Regions from separate parts of the Rattus norvegicus genome. Here all the other regions are linked to region 2. Evidence: chromatin contacts called from public Hi-C data. All regions are on one chromosome and are shown on one strand. Each heading gives the region's core, a stretch centred on a gene start, on an enhancer-like site or on the middle of the called end of the contact. The rest is flanking DNA. Distances are from core to core; before and after follow the strand shown.

Region 1 (2,700 bases), core at 54-2,553, 820 kb before region 2:
TTTGCTGCCACTGATCTAGCTCTTCCAGTCTCCTGACTTTGAACATGCGCAGATGGCTTTTCCTCGGTGACTTGTTCCGGCACACACATTCCCGGACTTCGTTTCCACCATTCTCGGTGTGTAGACCGAGAATGACCAGCACCTACCTGTGCTTATTGACCACCCGAAGAATCAAACGCAGCAGTGGCTTATGGGGACCACCCACCTAACTGTTCCAGAGCCGAGGTTGTCCTTTCTCACAACACAGGCGCTGGGAACCAGACACCCATGTGATTTTGCAGTGAAACAGAAGACATACAAAAGAAGCTGCTAGGCATTCGATCGGAAACCAAATACACACACACAAAAAAGTGAATGAATGCACGAATCAAACATATAAAACAAGGAAGGCTGTTATCACTGGGAACTACCAACCGCAGAACTTAGTGATGGTGATGACCTTTATCAACACAGAAGGAAAAGCTCAATATGAAATAAGCTTGAAATCTGGGTCTCCAGTGGGACACCAGAAGCAGTAGGATCCATGAAAGGAAGGGGATGTCTCTTCTCTAGTGAACACAGCTGGACAGAGGGAGTCCCTAAGCCTCAAGTATATTTTTAAGCTGCATCTCTCAAAATGTCAAAAGTGGGATTAAAGTGTAAATGATTGTCAATTCATTCCTTCTCTCCTGGTACTATGCTGTTACAGGCAGATTCTGGTTTATGGGGAGGGGAGAGGTGGGATGGTCTTTCAGTGTAACTGAAGAGAGCATACAGGGGATGAGGAGTCCCAGTGTGTCTTGGGGGAGGGGAGCAGTTCACATGCTGCTACTTTTTTGTGACATAGCTTTTATGGGGGGAGAGCCAGAATATTAAGCTCATTGCTTCCAGATGGAAAGGTTGGACAAGACAGAGGTCTTGGCTCTGAAATCCTGGATGCAGTGGTGCGATATGGACCTGACATATTGAAGTAATCGAGATAGAAGATCTGGCTTTAGCCAAGGCTGTCAGATAGATACTTTTTAAAACATTACATGGTTTGTAACAAGGTATTGTGTATCCTCCCAGCAACCCTGCCGCCTTAGTCTCTGGGAAGGCGGTGGGGGGAAAGTGTGCTTATTTTGCTTGAGTTACTAAAGCTCCTTTTATATAGGAGGAATTTGGCATCTCCTGGCTGGGAGCAACGGAGCCAACAGTGTCCAGTGCACTTGCAATGTAGATCACGCTAAGTAAGTCCAGGTGTCTTCAGGAGAAGAGAGGTCCTAAGCACTCCCTTATTTGAGCCCTGAAGCAATCATGGCCCTGTGCCTCAAATGAGCCTCAAATCTGTTTAATAAATCATCTGTCTATTTATAGAGTTAATCCAGCGAGAAATACCATCTTGTGCAGGCTAACGGAGCTTCGTCCACCAGAGGGCGCGCATGTCCGCTTCTTTCTGTGAGGGTTGGCCTTCCTCCAAACTCCTTTGTTGGTCCTCCGCAAAGCACTTTAAGCTTTTGTGGATGGGGATGGGGATGGGGAGAAGCCCCCAGACCCCTTTTCTTGGGGAACCGATTCCTCCAGTCATGTCCACTGCGGAAAGGGAAAGATGACCTCACTGTTTTTAGAAAACCCCCTTTTCAATTCATTCTGTTTTGCACCATCCATTGGCTAACTTCACACCTGAGACAAGTTGGGACATCTCCATGGACCTCAGGTCTGCTTCGAATTTCAAAGACTGGGAACTGTTAAGCTTGTATTTTGATTAAAATTTCGTATTAGCTTCCCCCCCCCCCACACACACACACTCCCTTTCAGTGTAATTTTAGGATATTTAATTTCAACCAATCATCTGAGGGGAAGGGGGGAGGTATTTGATGGGAAACAGCACATGGGAAAGGCAGCCAAGTTAGGAAACAGAGCAGCTCAGGGCTGCAGAGATGTGACAACTGAAATCTCCTTTGTTCTCTCAAGCAGGGTCTGAAACCAAAGACCTCAAGGACAGGGGATCTAGCTTTGGGCCTTGGATCAAGTGGGCCAGTCCTCCCCAAAAGCCCTCTCTCTAACCTCCCAGCCTTGTACAAGTTTCTGGGCTTCAGCTACCTGGTTGGGTTTAGGAGTACAATAACTACCTGATATGTGCCCCTGGCTATGGCTGCTTAAGAAATGCAGCAATCCTCACCAGGCCAATTGTTAAAGACTGGGGAAGACACTAATTACAACTCAGCTTCAAAGCAATTAGAGTCAAGATAGCGGGGGTTATACGGAAGTGGGAAAAGAAGTTTCAGTAATTCTTAGCTCCCATCCCACTGCACTTGCAGTAGAGGAGAGGCCATGTATTCAAATGTTGATAGGTTAGGCAGGAATGAAAATGGGATGCTAGAGTATGCTTGGTCTGGACAAAGTGTGCAACAAGCATTTATTGTTCACTGATTAACACAGTGAGATTGCTCAGAGACCATAGAAATGGTGAGAGCTATACCAGGCAGAAGGGCAGATACTCTAATATGTTCAAGGCATTGTCATCAAGGCTCACTTTTTGGGGTGTGATGGAAAGAGCTCGATCAGTAAAAAGATTGTATCACCAGCATGAGGAGCTGAGTTGGATCCCCCAAATCACCAAGCAGACACAGTGGCATGAACACATAAGCCCAGTGTTTAAGAGAGAGAAGGAAAGAGATGGATGGATTCTTGTGGCTCTTTGGCCAGCCTAGTGTACCTGATGAGTTGCAGGTCAAAAGG
Region 2 (2,700 bases), core at 95-2,594:
GTTGTTTATGAATGGCTGTCCGAGATCCCCTCCCCCTGCTGTTAAGGTGTTTGTGGGTACAGGCAAAGCGAGCAAGATCAAGCGACTGCAGAGGCTGTGGGTGGGAGTGAGGTGATGAAGGAGGGAGGGACAAATAGACCACCAGCCTTTCTGGGATTAAGTAGTAAGCACCTCCTCCCAAAGGCTGAGTCAATGCTAGAGGTCAATCAGCAGACCAGGCGTCAGACAGTTTCTAGATCTGCACTGCCCAAGAGATTCCTAAAATCTAAAACTGGATGAAATTAACTAAAATGAAAACGTTTCTGAGTTCCTATTTCAAGTGCCCGTTCCTAAATCTCTCCGTCTTTGCAGGAACTCCTATTGGACGGTTTTCAAGGACCGAGAAAGGGGCAAGGAGACCAGAACTTGTGGAGACCCGATCTTAGGTCCTACGTATTTCTCTCATACGGTTTTAAAACCTTTCCTGGAGCGAAAGCAGGGGAAAGGAGTTCATTTATGGTTTGAGAGAATCCCCAGAGGTATGGGAATGCTTACAGTCACTAGAGACTCTTGGGAACCTTAAAGGGGAGGGGGAAGCAGCAAGCCTTAGCAGCCGAAACAGATCCCTCTGGGGCCACCCGCGGTGCTGCAGTGTCGCACCTGTGGTCCCGTAGGTGGTCTTGCCTCCGGAAAGCTTTGTGGCAGATGTCACAGGTGTAAGGCCGCTCATCGGTGTGCGTCCGCTCGTGGATAAGTAGGTTATAGGACTTAGTGAAGTGGCGGCCACAGAACTTGCAGACGAATTCCTTCTTGGTCTTGGAAGGCAGGCGACCCCTTGTTGGCTTCTTTTCTGGAGACAGCTTGGTCACGTCCAGGAGGGCGCCCAGCCCACCAGCAGGGGAGCCAGGGCCCTCCCCTCGGCCAAGCTTGGTGGGATCCTCTTGTGTGGCAGCCAAGGCCAGGTTAGCGAAATCAAAGCGCGGCTTGGTCTTAAGCGCTGCACCGCTGCCTCCCGCGGTGATCTCTGGCTTAGGGTGAATGACGTGTGGAAACCAGGGAAAAGCTGGCAGCTGGAAGCGAGCGTCCATTAGGCTGGACACCGCACCTGGCACTTTAGAAAAAGAGGAACGAGGCAAGTGCATGGCTGGGTAGCCCAGCGTCCATTGGTGCAGATGCACCGCGTGAAGAGCGCTGAAACCATACAGGTTGGGCAGGTGGTCCGAGGGCACTGTGGGTAAGCCATTCACTGCCTGAAGGAAAGAGTAATTGGTAAGCTGCAGGGATGGGTGGATGGGCACCGGTGCTGGCAAGGTTTTGCTGCCCATTTCTGTCGCTGGTAACCGCAATGGCTTCAATAATCGATCTGCAAAGACAGGAAGAGAGAAGGTGGGGAGGGAGCCAAAGAGATGTTCAGAGCAGGTCAGTTTCCTCCAGAATTCCAGTCCAGTTATACCCTCTCCCCTCCTTTGGGGAATGCAGGAGGTGAGAATCAAAGACCCCACCCATGACCCCACTGCCACCTCAAAATACATAAGACGAAGGAGAGCTGTCTGACCAGAACATTCCATGATGGTCAGAATCCCTCCAAATGGTGTCTGGCAGAGATATACATGTTGACAGAGCAATCAGTGGGAAACTAAGTCCTTAAAGACAGATCCAACCAACTTAAAACAAAAGCCTGCTGTCAGCTGTGAAAGATGCAAACACTGTAAGCAGGCAGACACCGGATATCCACATTCGGGCAAACCTAGAGCCACAGGAACCTACACTGTCCCGCAGCAGTAGTACTAACAGAACCTGAGGAAGCCCCACTTACACATTCAGATTATCTCATTCTGCAGCAGAATCAACAAGAAGGTCCAGAGTCGAAGAGCAGCCAGTGTTTTTATAGGACAACCCTGTACAGAACGCAGGAGGCTTCAAATACGTATACCGCCCAGTTCCTGCAAGTTAAGCCAACGAAACCAGAAATTCCTATTTCATGGGGTAACTGGTTTGGTTTCCAGAAGCCACAAGAATCAGGTCATCTTTAAGACTCCCACTCGGATCTAAGTTTGCAATGTACCTTAAGACTGATTGGTGAATCCAGTGGGGTCTGTGCTCTTGGTAGCTGCTTACTGAGGACTCCCTAACCTTTGATGGTTAGGTTACCCTCATTTCAAGAAAGTTACTGATATCTGTGCTTCACTCCATTTGCTCCGTCAAACCGTTGCAATTCCAACTGAGGGAATTCATGTGCTCATAGCAAAGAGGAGCAAGATGTTCAGTTTTCTTCTGCAGGGTGAGAACTCTGGGCAAGGTCAGTGTGTGACACTAATGCCAGGCCTCCACTGCTGAACTCTGTTTACTCTCTGACTAGAAAATCAGGGTTCCTGAATAGGGTCGGGGTGCCATGCCAAAGGGACCAAGGCCACCAAAGCTGGCAGCTTCTGACTACTTTGGTCAAGTTCCTCAGGATGTATGGGAAAGTGGGGAGCTCCTCTGTCCCTCCAGACATTTCTAATTTGGGTCTATATCTTGGAAGAGGGAAAATGAAGGGAAGCCAGATGTAGCGATCCTTGGGAAGCCTCTAGGCTTGGGGTTCACTGACAACGCTGGGATCCTTGTCAGAGCAGGGTCTTTGTAAAATCCTTCCCCTTTCCCAGTGGCAGTATCTGGCTTCTGATTTCTTCTTTGAGCCAGTGCCTCTTTTACCCACATCTCTCCTCTGTCTTGAGTTTT
Region 3 (2,700 bases), core at 124-2,623, 620 kb before region 2:
ACCTACATACCTACCTACCTACATACATACATGCACACATACATACACACACATACATGCAAACACACACACACACACACACACATATGGACATTCAGGTAGAAGAAGAATAATCAAAGAAATAGAGGCCATCAGCTTGAGAGGGAGTTAGAGCAGGACATGAAAGGAGTTTGAGAGAGGAAAAAGAGGTCAAAATGATATAATTCTATTTTAATTTAAAAATATAATAAATACAATGGTAAAGTTGCATGTTTATATCAGTATTATTTTATTCATTTTAAATAAAGTTGGATTTTCTTCTTTTCCATTTATTCTGAGATTCTCCTCATCATCTTTGTAAATTTTATCTTCCCATTTGTAGAGGCTTGGGAATCCGGAAATCCAAACTAAAAATTATATAATATTAAAGAAATTCTTCATTTTTGTTTATTTTAATTCTTCTCATCTTCCTTTTGCCCAACAAAACATGTTCAAGTGTATATTATTTCCTTATTATCTTATGCTATCTAGTAGCATGGCGCACTGTTTTGCACTATTGTTTCACAAGACTCAGGATATTAATGCCCTCTGCTTTGTTTTTGCAATAGGTTTTAATTGTCAAACACTATAACTATACGGAGAAAGAAGTTTCCTTCAAAGCCTTTTACTTTTCTGGGGCTCCATGTAGAACGGTGTTCTGTAAGTATCGTTAGAAGTTTGAATGAAGAAAACAGATAATAATGATATTTAACTGAGTATATACTAGTCAGTACTCTACTGCACAAAAGTGCCTGCTGTCAGCCTTCAGACTGAAGTTGGTACCCTTCTGTCTTGCATACAATCTCAGTTGATGTTTTGTCCACAGAAATCTTTTACAGTGCCACTCTGAATAAAGGGATCCTTAATCTAACATACCTCTGTAACCCCGTGAGAATATTACATTCCATTTTAGTTGTCCAGCAATTGATTTTATGCCTTGCCAATGTTTGAACACATAATTAAAAGCCTGCAATTTATCGAGATTCCAATCCTTAGCTTGTGTCACAGTACTGTGAAAAGATTATGTCTATGATAACATTTGATGTACTGTTAGACTACATTACACCATGGGCATACTTTCAGTCAGTCTTTTGAGATTTTGAGTTCCCAAATCCTGGGATTCCTGCTTCCCTCTAGTTACAGGATAAAGATGGTTTTGAATTATGTTCTTTGACATCCTGAATCTTGACTGATTTTACTTGTCTGGCAAAGGTTCTATGTGGGCTAACAATTCTTAGTTTTAAATTGTAAAAGAGCAGTTTTTATTCTGTGTCAAATTCATCACTGACAGGAAGGGGGCACCATTGAACAGCTTGTGGAGTTCCTCTAACTAGGTGTAGAAAGGGGTTAGATTAGTCCAGCTGAAACTGGAATCAACAAACTATATTCTCCACCACACTCGGGTCTCCATTTACTCAACATCTGAAATTTGAACTGAAGATGACGCTAAGAATCATCCTTTGCATCTCGTTGTAAATCTGTGCATAGTGCTAACTATTATTCTTATAAATGCCAGGTGAGTTTATGAAAGCTAAGAGTGGTGGTAATGAAGAGCAGAAATGGTTGTTAACTACTTGTCTTCTTGACGTTTATCAGTGTGCAAGCAAAATGAGTATTTATATGTATGTGCATAATGGAGGGTGTGCATATTAGCATGTGTGTGTGTGTGTGTGTGTGTGTGTGTGTGTGTGTATGCACATTGCAATGTCTGCAAGAAGTAAGACTTTATTTTTAAAAAGCATTAACACCAGGAATACACTATTGTTTCCCCTGCGTTGCCATCATTAGATGTTTTATATTAAACTTGTGTCTGAATATCAGAAGACACTAGTGCCTGAAACCACTCATAACCCAGGGGATGTTCAGAACCTGCATAACTTTAAGAGCTGAGTAATGTTAATGTTCAAGTTGATTTAGTGTAAACCTTCCCAAGGTCTCTGACCCAACTTTTTCAGGTATCGAAACTGATCTGATTTTCTTGAACTGTCTGAGCTTAGTGCCACAATCCAGAAATGGAGCTTGTTATTGTCAGAGGTAACCTCAAGATACTTAGTAGTCCAGTTGTAGAAATAAGACTTGGGCTGCCTTGGAAGGTGTATAAATCTCTAGCCAAAATGAGAGAAGGGGGAGCCATTTGCTTTTAACCACAGTCCGCATGAGAATGGAATTTCCAAACAAACTTTTATCTCTTAAAACTCATTGCTGGTGGTAGTTATAAAAATGAGTGGTTAAGGCAGCTGGGGAATCTATCCCTTTGATTCTTCAAAGTGTTTTCTCATCACTGCTGAAGGGACATTTCCCAAGGAGCCAGGAGGAGGCAGCTGTGTGTTGTTTGTCCAGAGTGTCACACAGCTTTCTCTAGGGTTTCCCCATCAGTCTGCCTTTCTAAAATCACCAATTTTCTCCCTGTGATGGTTCACCAAGGTTGGGGGGGGGGTCATGAAGGAGGCCTGAGAGGACATATTTGCTTTATCTGTGGAGGAAAATCATCCTGCCCTGTTCTTATTGTACTGCATAGAAAAACTTTCAGAAGTCAAAAAGAAATGCTTCTTCTCTCACTGCATTTGCCTTGTGGCTTATGCCATGAAGATTGGTGCCATGTTCTTTCCTCTGCATAGGTTATAATGAGTTGCCGGGGAGGATATCTTCAGGATTACGGCTCACATAGGCCAGCTTACAAGG

Evidence for each region. A called contact is a pair of places that touch in the nucleus more often than the background predicts.
Region 1: a Hi-C map of psoas muscle shows a contact between it and region 2, with 2.9 times the contacts expected there. The contact joins the enhancer-like site here to the promoter of Osr1 in region 2. A contact is called at or near these places in 9 of 12 Hi-C or Micro-C datasets (the A7r5 cell line, the Rat2 cell line, Schwann cells and 6 more).
Region 3: a Hi-C map of kidney shows a contact between it and region 2, with 7 times the contacts expected there. The contact joins the promoter of LOC134479278 here to the promoter of Osr1 in region 2. A contact is called at or near these places in 12 of 12 Hi-C or Micro-C datasets (the A7r5 cell line, the Rat2 cell line, Schwann cells and 7 more).

Annotation. Positions count from the first base shown.
Region 1 is chr6:38,919,029-38,921,728 of GRCr8, reverse strand. No RefSeq gene overlaps it. Among named protein-coding and RNA genes, the nearest start is that of Rdh14, 45 kb to the right of the region's middle. Within about 2 kb of position 1,303, at least 7 of the 93 cell types and tissues checked have an H3K27ac peak or open chromatin away from gene starts, as enhancers often do.
Region 2 is chr6:38,096,295-38,098,994 of GRCr8, reverse strand. It overlaps Osr1 (odd-skipped related transcription factor 1), which reads right to left and starts at 1,344. Exons shown (of 2, transcript NM_001106716.3): 1 at 640-1,344. The coding sequence starts at 1,304.
Region 3 is chr6:38,718,185-38,720,884 of GRCr8, reverse strand. LOC134479278 (U1 small nuclear ribonucleoprotein 70 kDa-like) reads left to right here and starts at 1,373. Exons shown (of 2, transcript XM_063262716.1): 1 at 1,373-1,534. The coding sequence starts at 1,528.